Linked DNA regions of Sus scrofa: region 2 is linked to region 1. Evidence: chromatin contacts called from public Hi-C data. All regions are on one chromosome and are shown on one strand. The core of a region is the stretch at or near the end of the contact, and the rest is flanking DNA. Distances in the headings are between cores, read along the strand shown. Region 1 overlaps PLXNA1 (plexin-A1). Region 2 holds the start of TXNRD3 (thioredoxin reductase 3).

What was found. Hi-C and Micro-C count contacts between places; a contact is called where the count stands out from the background.
Region 2: a contact with region 1 is called in a Hi-C map of embryonic fibroblasts, with 2.7 times the contacts expected there. The contact joins the promoter of TXNRD3 here to the enhancer-like site in region 1. A contact is called at or near these places in 1 of 5 promoter capture datasets (liver), 14 of 47 Hi-C or Micro-C datasets (alveolar macrophages, embryonic fibroblasts, heart right ventricle and 7 more) and 2 of 2 datasets of contacts at active chromatin or transcription factors (alveolar macrophages and skeletal muscle).

What each region holds. Positions count from the first base shown.
Region 1 is chr13:73,079,127-73,087,001 of Sscrofa11.1, forward strand. PLXNA1 (plexin-A1) reads right to left here. Exons shown (of 32, transcript XM_021069450.1): 4 at 3,167-3,307; 5 at 2,378-2,478; 6 at 2,036-2,159; 7 at 1,805-1,958; 8 at 1,511-1,610; 9 at 332-446. Among named protein-coding and RNA genes, the nearest start is that of PLXNA1, 16 kb to the right of the region's middle. Within about 2 kb of position 2,930, at least 38 of the 83 cell types and tissues checked have an H3K27ac peak or open chromatin away from gene starts, as enhancers often do. A contact at or near this core is called in alveolar macrophages, embryonic fibroblasts, liver and 5 more, where this site is marked.
Region 2 is chr13:73,271,799-73,279,673 of Sscrofa11.1, forward strand. TXNRD3 (thioredoxin reductase 3) reads left to right here and starts at 4,451. Exons shown (of 18, transcript XM_013982024.2): 1 at 4,451-4,738. The coding sequence starts at 4,451.

The DNA of each region.
Region 1 (7,875 bases), core at 1,680-4,179:
ATGCCCACTCGGCTCTGAAACAATTACTACCTAATTAACCTCAATCAACACGCAGCCCACAAGGGCCTCCACCAGCAACCAGTCGCCAAATTCCCACGCCCATGAGGACCCAACCAGACACTCACGCTCCAGGCTCCTGCTGCCCTGGGTGGACAGTCCCTGCCCCCAGCACCCTTGGATGATCTTTTGGTCTGTAGCCCCCAAGCAGTGACCACCAGCCAATGCCACTGGCTGGCCTGAGGCTGTGACAGCCCTTGAGAGCGTCCCCTAAGACCTTCTGGGGCACCCCCCCTACCCTCTGGCAACACCCAGCTCTGCTGTGCCTCCTCACCTCAGACACATTGACGCGGCCCTCCAGGAAGGCACAGTCGGCGGCGTTGTGAGTGCACACGTGGCGGTACTTGCACCAGTGGCAGGGGAAGGAGCCGTTGACGCAGGACAGACAGCTGCAGGGAGAGGGCAGTGAGCCTGAAGCTCCCCTGCTGTTCCTGGAGCTGCCCCAGGGCCTTTACATGGGCTGCTCAGAGCTGCTCTACTGCTACCCACCAGTGCTCCCCTCCTCCTCCCTCCATGGCCTGCTGCCCACCCCAATGCCAGCCAATAGCACCTTCTAAAGATGTACACGTCTAAAGCCGGGGTCAAGACACATGTGACCATCAGTACTGGGAATGCATTAATGCAGCTAAGAAGCACATTTTAAATCTCACCTTATTCTGATAAACTAAGATGTACATGGAAGTGCTGAACAGGGGCCACAGGCTGGACGTTGCCTCTGTGACCAGAAGGCAGGCTGGCCCGGTTAAGAGTCTGATTTGTTCTGACACATTCCCAGGACCTGGATGGGTCACAGAGTCCCATGCCCCACCATCCCTGTGGCTTCATGTCACCTGCCACCATCCTGCCTCTATAGAAACGCTCCAACCCTCCAAAACTCTGGAAGGCAGACCCTGCCTCAAAGATCCCAGCCTGTCACACACAGGGAGGCCAGACCCTGGTGACAATGACACCAGGCCCACAGTGGATGCCCCACCAAGGGCCAGGAGGGCATCAGCATGCAAGTTAATCCACAAAGACACAACTGAGAAACTAGGCTCGCAGCTCTGAGGTGGACACTCCTGGGCTGGGTGCCCTCCAGGCCTGGGGCCCTGGACCCTGTGGGACACACAGTAGGGCCTCAGCTCCCCTGCTCTTCCTCTGTGGCTGGTGGGCTGGCAGAAGACCAGAGGCCTAGGGTGAGCTCCCACACTTCCAGAGAGGACCTGGGCCAGTCCTGCCCTGGGCAGCAAGTGCCGAGGGCCCAACTGGCAGTTGGCGTCTCCCATGCTCCCTGACTCAGTCTGGTGCCCTGGCCCACTCTCACATGAGGCAGCCTGAGAGATGTTCCATGTGGTAACCAACTGCACTCTGACCGCCACCCCCAGGACTCCCCCAGGGCCTGTCCTTGCTGGCTCCTCCTGCCCTGGCCATGTGCTGCCCATGGCACACCGTGCAGGAGGCCAGGGACACTCACGACTGGTGGACGCTGCAGTTGTAGAAGACGAAGTCCACGGACGCAAACTTCTTGCCCGTCTCCTTGGACTTTAGGTACAGCTTGACCACCCGCTGGTCTCCTGCAGCAGCAGCAAAGGCCCTGTCATCAAGGCCCCGAGGGCCACCTAACCCAGGAGACCTGCAGTCCCCTGTGCCCACCCACCCAGCGGCCCTGGGCCTGCAATGCCTCCCCCGCCCTCACCCCTCACCAGGTCCCCCCCTTGCTGTCCCAACAACCACCTCCTCCAGGAGGCCCCCCGCCCTGTGGCCTTACCCTGGCCCCGCGTGATGGGCGCCACCTCCCGTGCGGAGGGGGAGCGGCAGTGGATCCGGCCGTCCTCCAGGATGCCCTCAGATTCGGTGAAGTCCTCAAAGGAGCAGTTGACTCCAGCCGAGAGGTCAGGTACATTCCAGGCCTGCAGCACGAGCTGGGCGGGGGCAGGAGGGACGGTGAGCAGGGGCCCGTCCCCCAACATCCTGCCCATTCCCGGGCCACCATGCTCACCGGAACCTGGGACATAGTGACAGACACATTGCGTGGCTGCACGGCCAATTGCACACACTGTAGCAGGTCCGCAGCGAAGCGCTGGGGCTCGTCCGCCCGCTCACAGGCATCCTGACGTGAGCAGCTGCAGGCATAGACATGGGACCAGCTGGGGCAGGGGCAGGACAGCCCTGAGCCACCCCGCACCCCGTCCTAATAGGGGAGCTGGGCTTCTATCACTGGCAGGTCACAGGACACCAACCACCAAACCAGACCCAGAGGAACTTGGGAGGGAGATGGGACCCCCAGGATCACAGTGAGGCCGCTTAGACCCTCCCCCAACAACACCCTGCCCAGACTCACATGCTGTGCAGGACACACCAGCCGCAGTGGGGGTCCCGTGACCCCAGGCACAGCTCACAGGACGTGTACTGCACGCAGCTTTCCACAGGCACGCGGGTCACCTGGAGGAGGGGCCTCAGTATCAGGCTCCCACTGGGCCTGCCCCCACCTCCTCAAACACATCCAGGGTAGCCCCATGCTGGGCCTTCCTCCTGCTTGGTCTACCCAAGGGCCAGTCTTGGGTGACCCTGGCTTGGCTGAGTCAGGCTAAACAGACTGGGGCTGTCTCCAGGGAGTCAGTGCAGGTGACAGTTCTGGCCAGTTCCTCCACTCTGCATCCAAGCATCCCAAGGGAACCACAGGCTCTTAGGCTCCAGCCCCCAGCACAGAGGCAGGTGGGCCACTTACCCAGCCCTGCCTATTCAGCCCTGACATCCCAAGGCGTGAATGGCCTGACAGCAAGACAGGGGCAAAGGAAAAGTGGGAACCACCAAGAAGGAAGGGAGCCCCTCTACCCCCCACAGGGTCACCAGGGGGAGCTGAAGGGCAGAGGCCGGCTCCAAGCATGCTAGACTGGAAACAGCACATGGTCTTGATGAGCTGGCCAGGCCACAGCCTGATGACTCGGGGCCCAGGCACACCCAAACCTCCCACACCTCTACCCTGAAAAATCTCTCTCTCAAAGAGGTAGTGGGAACCCCAGACCAGCCTGGGAAGATCTGGAGGCAGCCTGGACATTGAGGGCCAAGGGTGGCCACACCCAGCTCCCCAAGGGCACGCCCAAGCTCGCCTCTGCAGGGCGGCACCCACCTGCTTCTCCGTCATGGCGTAGAGGTACTGGCGGTCTGGGCTGAGGACCAGGTCACGCAGGATGGGGTTGCCCTCTTGGGCCACTACGCTCTCGTAGGCCAGGGCTGGCCGGCCTCCTGGGTTCGCCAGGTCCACGAGGATCTGAGACAGGAGGCCCAGGTAAGGCTGCCCTGGCCCACCTCCAATTGAGGGCAGAGCCTGGAGCCCCTCCCCAGCCACCCAACCCAAGAAGCCAGTGTAGGACCCACTGTGGCCTGGAGCCTGGTCCTGGCCCAGCCCCTTCCCCAGGTGACAGACACCACAGTCCATGGGTGGGAGTCTCTGAGGACTGGAGAAAACAACCACCCTCCCATCTCAGCTGCACAGCCCTTCCCAAGGCAAAGGCAACAGGAGCCCAGGGCCAGCATCACAGTCTGGGGACATAGGGTGCCCAGGGAGGCTGAGAGTGAAGCAGGGGCCTCAGGGTGGGGGTGGAGCGAGGGGTCAGGTCCTGGGGGACAGCCCCCAGCACCAAAGCAGGGGGCGGGCATCTCACAGGCATGCAAATATGCTCTGAATCCCAAACCAGCCGGGGCGTTAATTAGCCAGCTCTTCCCCACAGCTCGCAATGCTGCAAGTATTTTTAGTTGCTTTTACCAAACAAATGTATTTAATTAACAGAGAGACCCAGGAGCTTTCCGAGATGGGGCTCGTGGGGCGGCGCCGGGCAGGCTCCCAGGGCACAGGGTGGGGCGCCTGGCTCAGGCCCGCCCCCACTGGCAGCCATGGAGCAGCCAGCCCACCTCCTCCTCCACTATGGGGGTGCTCAGCCCAGCACCCCTCCTTTGCACTCCAAGCTGACAGGGGCAGGTCTGACTGGCCAGGGTGGGCTGCGGGGCCAGCTCCAGAAGGAGTCAGAGAGGGCGGCAACCAGGGAGGGCACTGTGTCCAGGCCAGAGGCTGCAGGCTGCGGGAGGGGGAGAGAGAGGGGGAGGGCCGCATTCCTGAAAGCCCGCGGCCACCCCCCACATCCGCTCAGCTGCCTCCCAGCCAGGCAGGCAGGCTTAAGTCAAACCAGACCCGGAAGAGCTGTGTCCAGAGCGGGTCGGGAAGGCGGTCCCACGCTGGGACTATTGCTGCCCCAATGGCTTCCGGTGCCCGACCTCGGGGCAGAGGGGGCACTAGGTGAGGGCCTGGCCAGGACCCCAACCTGCACCCATTAAGCCTGCCCGTTCTCACAGGGGACCCACAGTCAGCTCCACTGCCAGCCAGGCCCTAGAAGCCAGGAGTCTGGCCTCGGTACCCACACTGCCTGGGCCCGGGCCCGGCTCGGACACATTCCAGCTGTGGACACTGCCTCGGTGTCCCTCTCTGGGGAGCAGGCATGAGGGGCACCTCTCTCCACACAAGAGCCACTCTGGGAACTACACGTCCAAGCAGGTATTACGGGTAGGCCTGGGTGGCCAAGGCCCCCCAGCAGTCACCAAACCCCAAGAGCCAGCCACAGAGGCCCGGCAAGGCCAGCCTGGCCCACGGCCAGAGAATGGGGACAGGACAGCCAGAGGGCAGGGAGGCCTAGACGCAGGCGAAGGCACCAGTGTGGGGCCAGAGCTCCAGACCCAGTCTCCACCAGAATGACCCAGATCAGGGCCCTCCATGTCCTCCCTCAGGCGCCTCCTGTAGTCACCAGAGCCCAGGCCTGACTCTGCCCCACCTTGGGGACTCCTGGGATGCTGCGCTGACCACAGCCCTGGCCTGGTGCAGAGGGCACTCAAAAGACATTCCCGGGCTCTAGCCCTCCCATCCAGATCACCAGGGCCCCATGGTGGGTCCTGACTGCTCGCCACTCACGGCTAAGGACTGGGGCATGGCATCACATCAAGGTGCGCCCCTCCACCTCTGAGCAGGGGACAAGGGGTTGCAGGGAAGGTCACACCAAGGGCACCCAAGCTCTGAGGCACAGCAGGGAAGAGCCTGGGGAGGAGGGTGGGGGAGGCGGGCCAGCCCGTCTCTGGAACGGCCCTGCCCCCAGGCCCCCACGTGCGGATGCCTCCAACAGGTGGCTCCTGACAGCTGCAGCGGGAAGCATGCTTGTCCAGCTGTCCATCTGCCATGCACCCATCTACCACCCACCTGCCCAGCACTGGGCAGCCCCCAGTGCTTACATGTGCAGGGCTCCCCCGTTGCTGGAGGACACAGAGCAAGGGGGCGCTGGGGAGGCATGGTCCATGGGCCAGTGCGTGGACATGCCTCAGCTATGTGCTGAACAGCCACGGTCCAAGCTCAGCAGGACCCCCGCCTGCAAGCATGGGACAGTTGGGGGCTTTTGGCCAGTCCTCCAACCCTGCCTGTTGTGTGCCTCAGCTGGTTTTCAGGCTGCAGGGCCTGTGGAGCACAGGGAGGTAAACTGAGGCCCACAAGGACCTACCAGGGCCCTGGACCCACGCCAGCTGCACCTGAGGACACGGAGTCAGCTCCAAATGTGGGAGGAGGGATGCAGCAGGGAGGGCATTCTGGGGAGAGGGAGCATGCAGGGCAGGCACACAGCCAGGCGGATGGCAGGACAGCAGGACACACCACGGCTGGCAGTGCGCGTGCTGACACCACACCCTGGCCCACAGCTGTCACTCAAGGGCCACCCACCTGGGCAGCTGGGCCTGCAGAGCCTCCCCTGGTACCTTCCCTGACCTCCAATTGTCACCTCTGTCCTCTGCAAACCTCCCCCCAAGACCTCTGCAACTTCCCACCATAGGCTGAAGCCCCTCCCTCCAACCTCCCCAAATCCATCCTGTCCTGTCCCCTCTCACCGTCCCCCCCACTTCACTGCAGTGAAGGACCCCCCTCCACCCGGATGGCTTAAGTGCCACCTCCCAAAAAACCCACCCAGCCTGGCTCTGACCCTGCCTGCTTCTCCACCAGGACTGTCCCTGTCCCTCTGTACATGGGGGAGTCCCCTGGGTTCTGAGCTGAATCACAAGGTCTGTCAAGAGCCCCCAGGGAGGGGCTGGGCCAGGCACCTACCACCCCATGGGCTGCCTCCTCCCACAGATAGGCCCAGGATTAGGTTCAACCCTATATATCCCCAGACCAGAAGGACCCTGAGGCCCTGGACACACTGGACAGAGACCCTGCAAAAGGACCCATCAGAAAGCAGTCCCTGGCCCTGGAGGCCCAAGCCCTAGGGTGGCTCGGCCGGCTGCCCCCACATCCATCACTGAGAGGCCCTGGCCAACTGCTGCAGGCAGGCAGCTGACGGCTCGGCCAGGTCAGCTGTCCGTCCAGTCCAGAGCCAACAAAGGGTCCATTCTCTGGGCCAAGGGCGGGTGGGGGGGCCGGGGAGGATGTCTGGGCCATCCAGGCTGCTTGCCAAGGCCGGCACGCGCCCTAGCCGCCCGGAGGCAGGGGGCTGCCGAGCTTGGCCCAAATGGGGAAGGGTGAGTTCCTTGTTCTGCCCACCCCCAGGCAGCACCTGTGGGCCTCTCTGCAAAGTGGGGGCACACTGGTGGAGCTGACTCCTGGTCTCTAGATGGGGGTTGAGGGACAGACAGAGGACGGGAGCGAGCTGCCAGGGCAAGGACTTCACAGGCACACCTTCCTCCTGTGGGTATAAGCTGCGAATCGCTCCCAGCAGCCAGGAGGCCGGGTGGTCCTTCCTGGGGAGCACCTTGTAGAAGGAGCCCCCACTGCTCTCTCCTCCCAGGCCCGGGGCTGTACGGCCCGGCCTCCTCTCCTTCCTGGCCAGCGCCGCTCAGCTTAGGCCCCCACGGAACCAGCTCCCAGGCCCGTCAGCTCTCATGGGCCCATAGGCTGCCCCCTTCTCCAGCTGAGGGCAGGTTCCAGGCCCCTTCCTGGGTCCATTCTTGGAAAGGCCAGGAGGAATTTGATACTGAAAACGCAATTAGCAATTTCCTCTTGGCAGTCATTAAGTAATTAAAACACAATTTCCAGGAGCCCTACAGGTTGTAATTGGGCCAGACACACCTGGTAAAGGGGGGTGGGTAACGGGGTCACAGGAATCTTACCTCTCCTATTCTCAACCCTCAAAACACAGAAAGACATAGGGAGGGAACAACCAACGCAAGCAGTGGTCTTCTCTGACTCTTAGTTTCCTCAGCTGCCACCTGGCAACCGACACACAGGGCTGCAAGGATGAAGCTCACAGTTCCTAACAGCAGGGGAACAGAAGGTTCCAGCTGTCCTAGGGGATCTGTCCCACTGCTACGGAGGATGCACAAAGCTGGACCAGGAGGCAGCAGAGACGCACAGCCTTCCACCACATGCCAGTGACATGGCCAGGGCACCCCTGCAGCTGGAGATTTAAGCAGCGTCCCATCCAGCCAGGGGTGCTGCAGCAGGTGGCAGTGACCATTTGGCCAGATGTCCTTGCCTCAAACCCAAGACCTGCTCACCTCTCTACCCAACCCGCACAAGCAGCTGTCCCTGCCCCTCCACTTTCATGAAACCACCATTACCCTCTAGCTCTTTGTCCCCAGGCCAGATCTCTGAGCCTCTGCTGACCACCACAGGGTTGCCAGTGAACTGTCCGCCACGTGCAGGACGAGCCCCCAGCCCCTGACCCCCTCTGGCACTGCTCAGTTCCCAGCAGCACTAGGGCACCTCTGAGCTTTGACCCTACTGTTCTCTCCCCCTAGAAGACCCTTCCTGGCAAGGCTTCATTCTCATCAAAGTTGCCCTGGTGCTGATACTAGGACTAAGCCTGACGGCCAGAC
Region 2 (7,875 bases), core at 3,201-5,700, 190 kb after region 1:
AGAACGCCAGGAGTTCTGATCTGGGAGATGCCCCATCCATAGCTCAGGGCCCAGAGAGCCCATCTAGGAAGAGAGACCCCTTTCTGCCCACCCTTCCCCCAAATCCTTATTTTCTTTCTCTGTGTAGACTGTCCTCAGAAGTAGCCCCATTTTTTTCACCCCTCCCTGTGCACACGTCCTCACTGCTGTGATGGTGCCCCTCCCATCAAGACATGAGTGTGTGTTTCCCGCTGGCCCTTTTGTCCACAGAGTGTGGCAGAAGTGAAGGTGTTCTGGTTCCAAGATGAGGCCCCAGGAGGCATGCCTCCTGTCTCTCTGGGATCTCTGGACCAGGCAGGCTACTATAGGATGAGTCAGCTGGGCTTTTCCAGCTGTCTCCAGACCTGCTAGGAAGCCCCACTGAGATCAGTGAGGAGGTCATCTGCTGACTCACAGCTGACAAACCCTATAGATCCCAGCTCAGGAAAGCAGATCCACCCTTCGGATCCTAAGCCCCGCTACAGGTCATCTGAAGGGACTACATCTGGGGATCGTTATGCAGCAAGGGCTAACTGACCCGCCCACAGGCTTGGTTTATTCTTCTGCCCTTCCTGAACTTGCTCAAGGTCACCCAAAGGAGTAGCTGTGTCTCTCTGGGTCATTCCCCCTGCCCTCTGCCCCTGGGGCTCCGTGTCAGGAAAGCAGCCTCCTACTACGCATCTTTACAAACTGGACTGCTGAGCCTTTGCAGCAGCATGAGGGGCTGCTGCAAAGTCTCTGGTTTTCTTTTGGACATTTCCTCCTTCTCTTTGAACCGAACCATGTCAAAGAGACGTCTTTCTCTTTGAAAGATGTCAGCTCTGTAAGACGACTGGCTGGCTTCACGCAAAGCTTCCTTTCACTAACCTCCTAGGATGGACTCTCCTTGTCCTCCTGGAGCATTTTCTCAAGGATCAGCAACTCATTTGTGAGGGAGGGAAGCCTCAGATAATGTTCTGAGAAGTGCTCTCTGCAAGGTCGACTTCATGAGTCCTTCCAAGTCTAAAACATCTTTATTTTGCCTTTAAACATTGGCTTGTTTAGAGGTCTTTGTCCAAAATTAATGTTCCTCTCAAATTTAGGGGCCACGTTCCTTTTCCTCCTAGCACCTAGTGTTGCCAAATACACCTCCCTGCACCCACCTTTTTTGGAAGCTCATACGATATTTCTATTACTCATGATATTCTGAAATTTTGTGCTGTTGACAGATGATTCTTTTTGATCCATTGGAGGGCCATTCTGGACCGAAGTCTCACACGATTCAGTTCTGGGACATTGTCTCCTGCTATTACTATTATATTCCTATTTTTATCCCTTTTCTTCTGTATTTTTGACACTCCTACTCGACAGACATTTCAACCTCATGGACTGATTTTTTGGTTTATTATCTATCATATTTTCTGCCTCTTTACCTATTGTGCCATATTTCAGGAAATTTTCTTATTCATAGACACATGTGTGTATACATAGAAATATATTTATAGTGTTAATTATATAGTATTAAGTACAATAATTATATATAATATTTGTATATAATAATTTATGTTATATATAGTATTTTATATATAAATATGTTTTGGCAACAATACTTCACATATCTCAGAGTTCTATTTTATAGTTTTCTAATCATTTTATTAATATTTTCTTTCTTTAACAACTATTTAAATTATAATTCACATGGCATTCAGTGCACCCATTGAAGGTATGAATTTAAAGTATGAAAGTCTTATGAATTCAAAAACTTTTAGTATATTCACAGGGTTGTGCCTCAATCACCAGAAATTTTAAACATTTTCATCCTCAAAATAAATCCTGTGACCCTTATCCCCCATTCCCCAGCTTCTCCATTTTCTCCCCTGCTCCTCAGCCCAAGGCAACCACTAATCTACTTTCTTGGCCCTATCATCTGATTTCTTGAATCTGTCTTCAGTTAATTAAGAACTTATAAGGGATAAGAGGTGATTATTAATGAGGTTATATCCCGCCCCAAGAGATCAGTGGGAAAAAAAGACAAATATATGTTGAAAATAAAAGAATGGAAAATATGTATACAAATATCAAAAGAAAGTAGTTTTGGCCACAGTGATATTTGGAAAAATAGAATTTAAGGGCCGAAGAAGTAACAAGGACAAAAAAGGATATTTTATGTTTAAAAAATTTGTACTCTATTAAGAAAGTATGAGTCATGAATTTTTCTGCACCTAACATCATAACCCTGAAATATTTTTATTTGTTAAGATACTTTTCATTGCAAGCAATAAAAACCACAGTTCAAGCTGGCTTACACAATGAAGGGATAAGAGGGAAAGCAAATTAGGGTCATTTACATGCTTCATTTGTGATGTGTCTGAATTGCTCACTCATTCAGTAAAAATATACTGTGTGCCTACTAAGAGCCAGACACCGTGAGTGACAGACGCTGAAGACAGAGCTGTGAATAGAGTGAAGAGGACCTTTCCTCACATTCTTTTGTTGGTGATGGGGGAGGGGAGCACGGGTAATAAACAAGTAAACCAGTATTTATAGAAGATAATTGCAAATAGCAATAACTGTGTCATGAAGGAACTAGAATACATACAATTCGATAGAAGCTGGTGACTACTTCGTTTTGGATAGAGAGCAAAACGTTCTTTAAGAAATATTGAAATAAATTTCTAGACCCAAGATAGAGCTGCTCCTGGCCATGGTGCCCCAGCAGCAAACTGAACTTTTGTCTTCCTGTAAATGCTCCTCTTGACCAGAAATAGCTTATCAAGTCAGGAAATCCCCAAATTCCAAGGCAACTCTGGGCTCTATACTTATTTCCTTGTTCCTTGATCCTTCTAAGATCAGATATGCAACCCCAGCATGACCATGTTGCTGCTTCTAACGGTTTGTGAAACTCAGTCTTGCCCGAACATCTGTCTGGAAGAATGCATCACTGCATGTGAGGCACTGCATACTTCCAATCTACAAACACTTCCCTTGACTAAAGGACATCACATTTGTTATTAAATTGTTTTATTTTGTTACTTCACAAAAAGTAACATTTAAGCCAAGCCTGGTTGATAAGAAAAAGCTAGATTTTCTAGACAGGGAAGAACATCTAGGCTGAGTAAACAGAAAATGCAAAGACCTTAAGGCAGGAATGGGTTTGACACACCTGAGGCACAGGGAGAAAGCCCATGTGGAGAAGCACAGGGAATCTGAGGGAGGTGTCAAGAGATGACCCACAAGAGGGACCAGACCATGCCTGCTGGTTTTGTGGTTGAGGATCTCAGTCTATTGCAGTTTCATTAGTTCCTCACAGCTGTAGGGGGCTGTTAATCACAGTCAGCAAGTTAGCGCTGAGATCCTCCACCCACCCACCCAAATGATGGATACAGGATTCCTGTTCTGGCAGAGATGACTTCCTTTTATTAGAAGTGCCTCCAGGAAGTTCCCCTTGTGGCTTAGTGGTAAGGAAAGTATCCATGAAGATGCAGGTTCAATCCCTAGCCCCACTCAGCGGGTTAAGGATCCAGTGTGGCTGTGATGTAGGCTGGCAGCTGCAGTTCCCATTCAACCTGTACTCTGGAAACTTCCATATGCACCTAGTGCGGCCTTAAATTTGGGGGCCGGTGGGGGGGAGTGCCTCCAGAATTCTATGCAGTAGGGACTGAGGGGTAGCAACCTAGGAAATTCATTTTAAAAATGCATAGTGATAAACAGAGCAGTTCTTATTTTCAGGGATATAAGCTTAAAAAAAAATAGCCATCCTTCTTAACGATGGTTTTATTTATGTATTTTTATTTCCCTTTTTTCTTTTTAGGGCCCCACCTGCGGCATATGGAAGTTCCCAGGCTAGGGATGGAATTGGAGCTGCAGCTTCCGGCTTACACCACAGACTCCACAACAGCAGCATGGGATCCAGGGGCATCTATGAACTACATAGCCGCTTGCCTAACACCAGGCCAGGGATTGAACCCAAATCCTCAAGGAAACTAGTCGGCTTCTTAACCCACTGAGCCACAATGGGAATTCCACCATATCTATTTTTTTAATTTTTTAAAAATTTTCCATCACCATTACCTATTTTCAAGGTGATCTGAGCAGGCTGCTGGAGATTATGATGAGTGGAAGTAAGTCCTCCACATGGGGCATCCCTGGGAGACCAAAAGGAGTCCAGGTAGTCCCACTGTAGGTACACCACTTTGGGATAACAACACCATGCAGCTTAGCACACGCCCCTTTGCTAAAAGCAGGCGAGTCCGTTGGGCGTCCGGGCATTGGCCTAGATCGCATGCGCTGGGGGTGGGGCGGAGCCAGGGGCGGGGCGGGGCGAATGGGGGGATCCGGGGGCGGGGCGGGATGGATCCGGGGCGGATCCAGGGGCGGGGCGAGCTCCGTAACCCCAGTCGCCGCGGGAGCCTGAGTGTGGTCGCTTGTCAGGCGGAGTCCGACGGGGAGTTAAACCGCGGCCCTGGCACAGCCATCTCCGCCGCCGCCGCCGCCGCCGCCGCCCTCGCGGGCGCAGACGTCGCCGGGGCCGGGGAGGGGCGCCACTCCCAACCGCCGGCTGGGCAATGTCCGTGGCGTGTCCGTGCCGTCGCCACCCGGACGCCGGGCCCGCCTCTCCGCCCCTGGGACCAGCCGCTCGTCCTCCGCGGCCCGCGAGGAGCTGCGGCGCCGCCTGCTGGGCCTCATCGAGGGCCATCGAGTGGTCATCTTCAGCAAGAGCTACTGTCCGCACAGCACGCGGGTAGGCAGGCAGGGGCTTCTGGGCCTGCTGGTCCGTCCGCCTCCGCGGCCTCCAACCCCCGGACCCGGTCCGTTCTCCGCCCGCGCCCCTAGACACCCCCCCCCCCGTGTTCGTCCGCTCAGCTCTCGCGTGGAGCCCGTCCCGGGGGCGACACCGGCCCCGCCGGCTGCTCTCCTGGCTTCCGCCTCGGGTCGGGCCTGCGGGCGAGCCACGGACACCCCTGGCCGCGAGCCTGGTCGATGTGGTCGGGGACGGGGGTGGGAAAAAGCCGGGTGTTGTTCTGAGAGGAGAGCACTAGCAGAGGCCGCAGTTCCGGCAGGTGTGCTGGCGCTTCCTGGCAGTTTCAGCCGCCCTGCACGCGGCCCAACGGGGTCAGCTGGGGACAGACGTGCGCGTGTGTCCTGAGTTTTAGATCCTTTTGAAGACAAACCCATTGTACGATGGGACTTTGAATATTTGAACTATACTTCACGTTTATTGAGAGTTGAAATAATACTTGGAAGATGCACACGCGGGAACCGTTGGGTTAGGTGCGTGAAATTATAGATTATGATTTGCAGGTTTGCATTGAGTTAAACATTGTTTGGTGAAATGTGTATCACAAACACCTTAGAGTTTCTCTACGAAGACCACACCCTGCCCTGCAGGGACCTCATGATGTCCCCAGCCCCACTGCCTCCTCCCGCCCCCAGGGTAACCTCTAGCCAGAATTCCTTGCTTTTCTTTAGGGTTTTGCCACATACATATATATCCTTAATATTTTGTTCCTTAATATTTTGCTTGTCTTGGTACTTATATATAAGTATTATCATGCATTTGCCTTCTGCACTTTTTTCAACAGTTATGTTTTAGAGATTCATGCATGTTAGCATCTGTAAGTGTGGTTTTTAAATTTTCATTACTGTATTATTCGCTAGGATGAATCATACCACAGTGTATCAGTTCTATTGTTGCTAGTATTTTGCTCTTTTTAAAAACGATAAGGCTCTGCCTATTGCCTGTCTCCCAGTGCACACACACAAAGCTTACTTTAGAGCACATGTCTTGAAGCTGAGTTGCTAGGCCACAGAGGATGCATGATTTCTGCCTTAACTAGGTGAAGCCAAAATGTTTTTCCAAGTTGTCATACATACCAACTTACCCTCTTAATGGCAGTGTAGTATTAGTCCCCATTGCTCTACATCCTTACCAACAGTTGATAGTTTTGCATTTCCCTCATGAAGCTGAACATGTTTTCAAGTGTTTATGCCTTCTTTCAGTTTCCTTAGCTGCAAAACATTTAGGTATTTTGCTTATTTCCCTATTAGGTTGGGACGGTTTTTTGTACATATTATAGGCATTCTTACTATGTTTTTGATCCTAGTCCTTGGATTATATGTATTGGAAAATCTCCCAGATTTGGCTTTTCTTTTCACTTTTTTTTTTTTTTTTTTGTCTTTTTAGGGCCACACCTGAGGCATATGGAGGTTCCCAGGCTAGGGGTCGAATAGGAGCTGTAGCCGCCAGCCTATGCCACAGCCACAGCAACGAGGGATCTGAGCCGTGTCTGCGGCATACACCTACACCACAGCTCACAGCAACACAGGATCCTTAACCCACTGATCAAGGCCAGGGATTGAACCCACGTCCTCATGGATGCTAATCAGGTTCTTTAACCACTGAGCCACAACAGAACTCCTCTTTTCACTCTCTTTATGGGATCTTTTGATTAACTGAGATTTGGAAATTTAATGTAGTTGAATCTGTCACTTTTTCTTTTCTAGTTTGTACTTTTTGTGTTATTTAAGAAACCTCCTTCTACTCTGAGTCGTAAGGATACTCTCCTGTTTTAGTCCTGAGAGAGTTAGAGTGTGCTTTTCACACACCCCTTCTTTATTCCACCTGGATGTGAAGCTGATGACATGCAGGGATCCGGTTGGTTTTGTCCTTTCTAACGTATCAGTTTTCCCTGTGCCCTTTATTGGACAAGCCATCCTTTCCTCACCGGTTGGAGAGCTCACTCATCATCCATCTGGTTCTCCAGGCTCTGCCTTCTATCTCTACTTTTAAAAATTGTCATTGGAGCTTTTAAAATGAGAACTGTGCCTGGCCACCACTGTATTGCTGGGGCCTAGAATAGTGAGGTAGGCAATGTGGTTTGAATAAGTAAATGCTCTTCCATCATTCTAGTCAAACCTTTGCTGACAGAAAATCTTAGGACAAATGATTTTTGATTCTGTGTGTGTCAACACTCCCAATAATGTGCCACTACTTTGAGTCCCATTCCGTATTTGGACAGCTCTAATTACTAGAATTGTTTTAATTGAATCCAAATCTGTCTCTCTGAAACATTTACTCCCTCTTGGAGGTGATAGTTGCTCCAATGCACAGAATTAGGAATTGGGCTTCTACCTGGATGACAGATCTTTCAGTACTTTCCCTGAGCGTTTTTCTTTCCTGGCCAAGCAGCCTGCTCTTTATGTGTTCATTTCATCTCTCTTTACATACAACCCTTTGCTCGCTGTATCATGCAATAGTTTCAGTATGAGCTGCTGAAATGTGTCACCCAAGCCGGACACCACATTCCACATCCTTTCCTTCGCAGAATTAAGCAAAGAGGTTTGTTCCTTGATTGGGCCGCTGATGTCACTCAACAAGTGTTGTTGGGTACTTAGTGTTGTGGGGGCACAGAAGTAAAGAGAGGGTGGCCTTGCCTCCCAAGAACTCATGGTGTAATTGAGCTGTAATCATCCAATTCTCATGCATCGAAAGAAACACGTGTGCAGGACAGGCGCCGTGGGACCAAGAGACCAAAACAGCTGCTTCTGTGGGGTTGGAAAAATTGAAGACTATTTAAGCTGGTCCTTGAGGACTCAGTTGGCTGTCTGTAGGTAAGGGAGAGCATCTAGCTAAGGAATATGTATCAGCACAGGTAGAGGATAATGAATATTGTAAGGCTGAAAATAGGGCGAATGAAAGGAAGTCAGGAGAGTAACTGGAAAATAGCTGAACTTCAGTTTCATAGTTGTATTGAGATTTTAAAATGCTCTGTGGTATGTGTAGACTTTTGAGACAAAGAGTGAAAGGCTCTGACCTGTGATTTGAAACCTGGGAACAGTACAGAGAATAAAATAAATGTGGAGGCCCCTGGGCTGTTT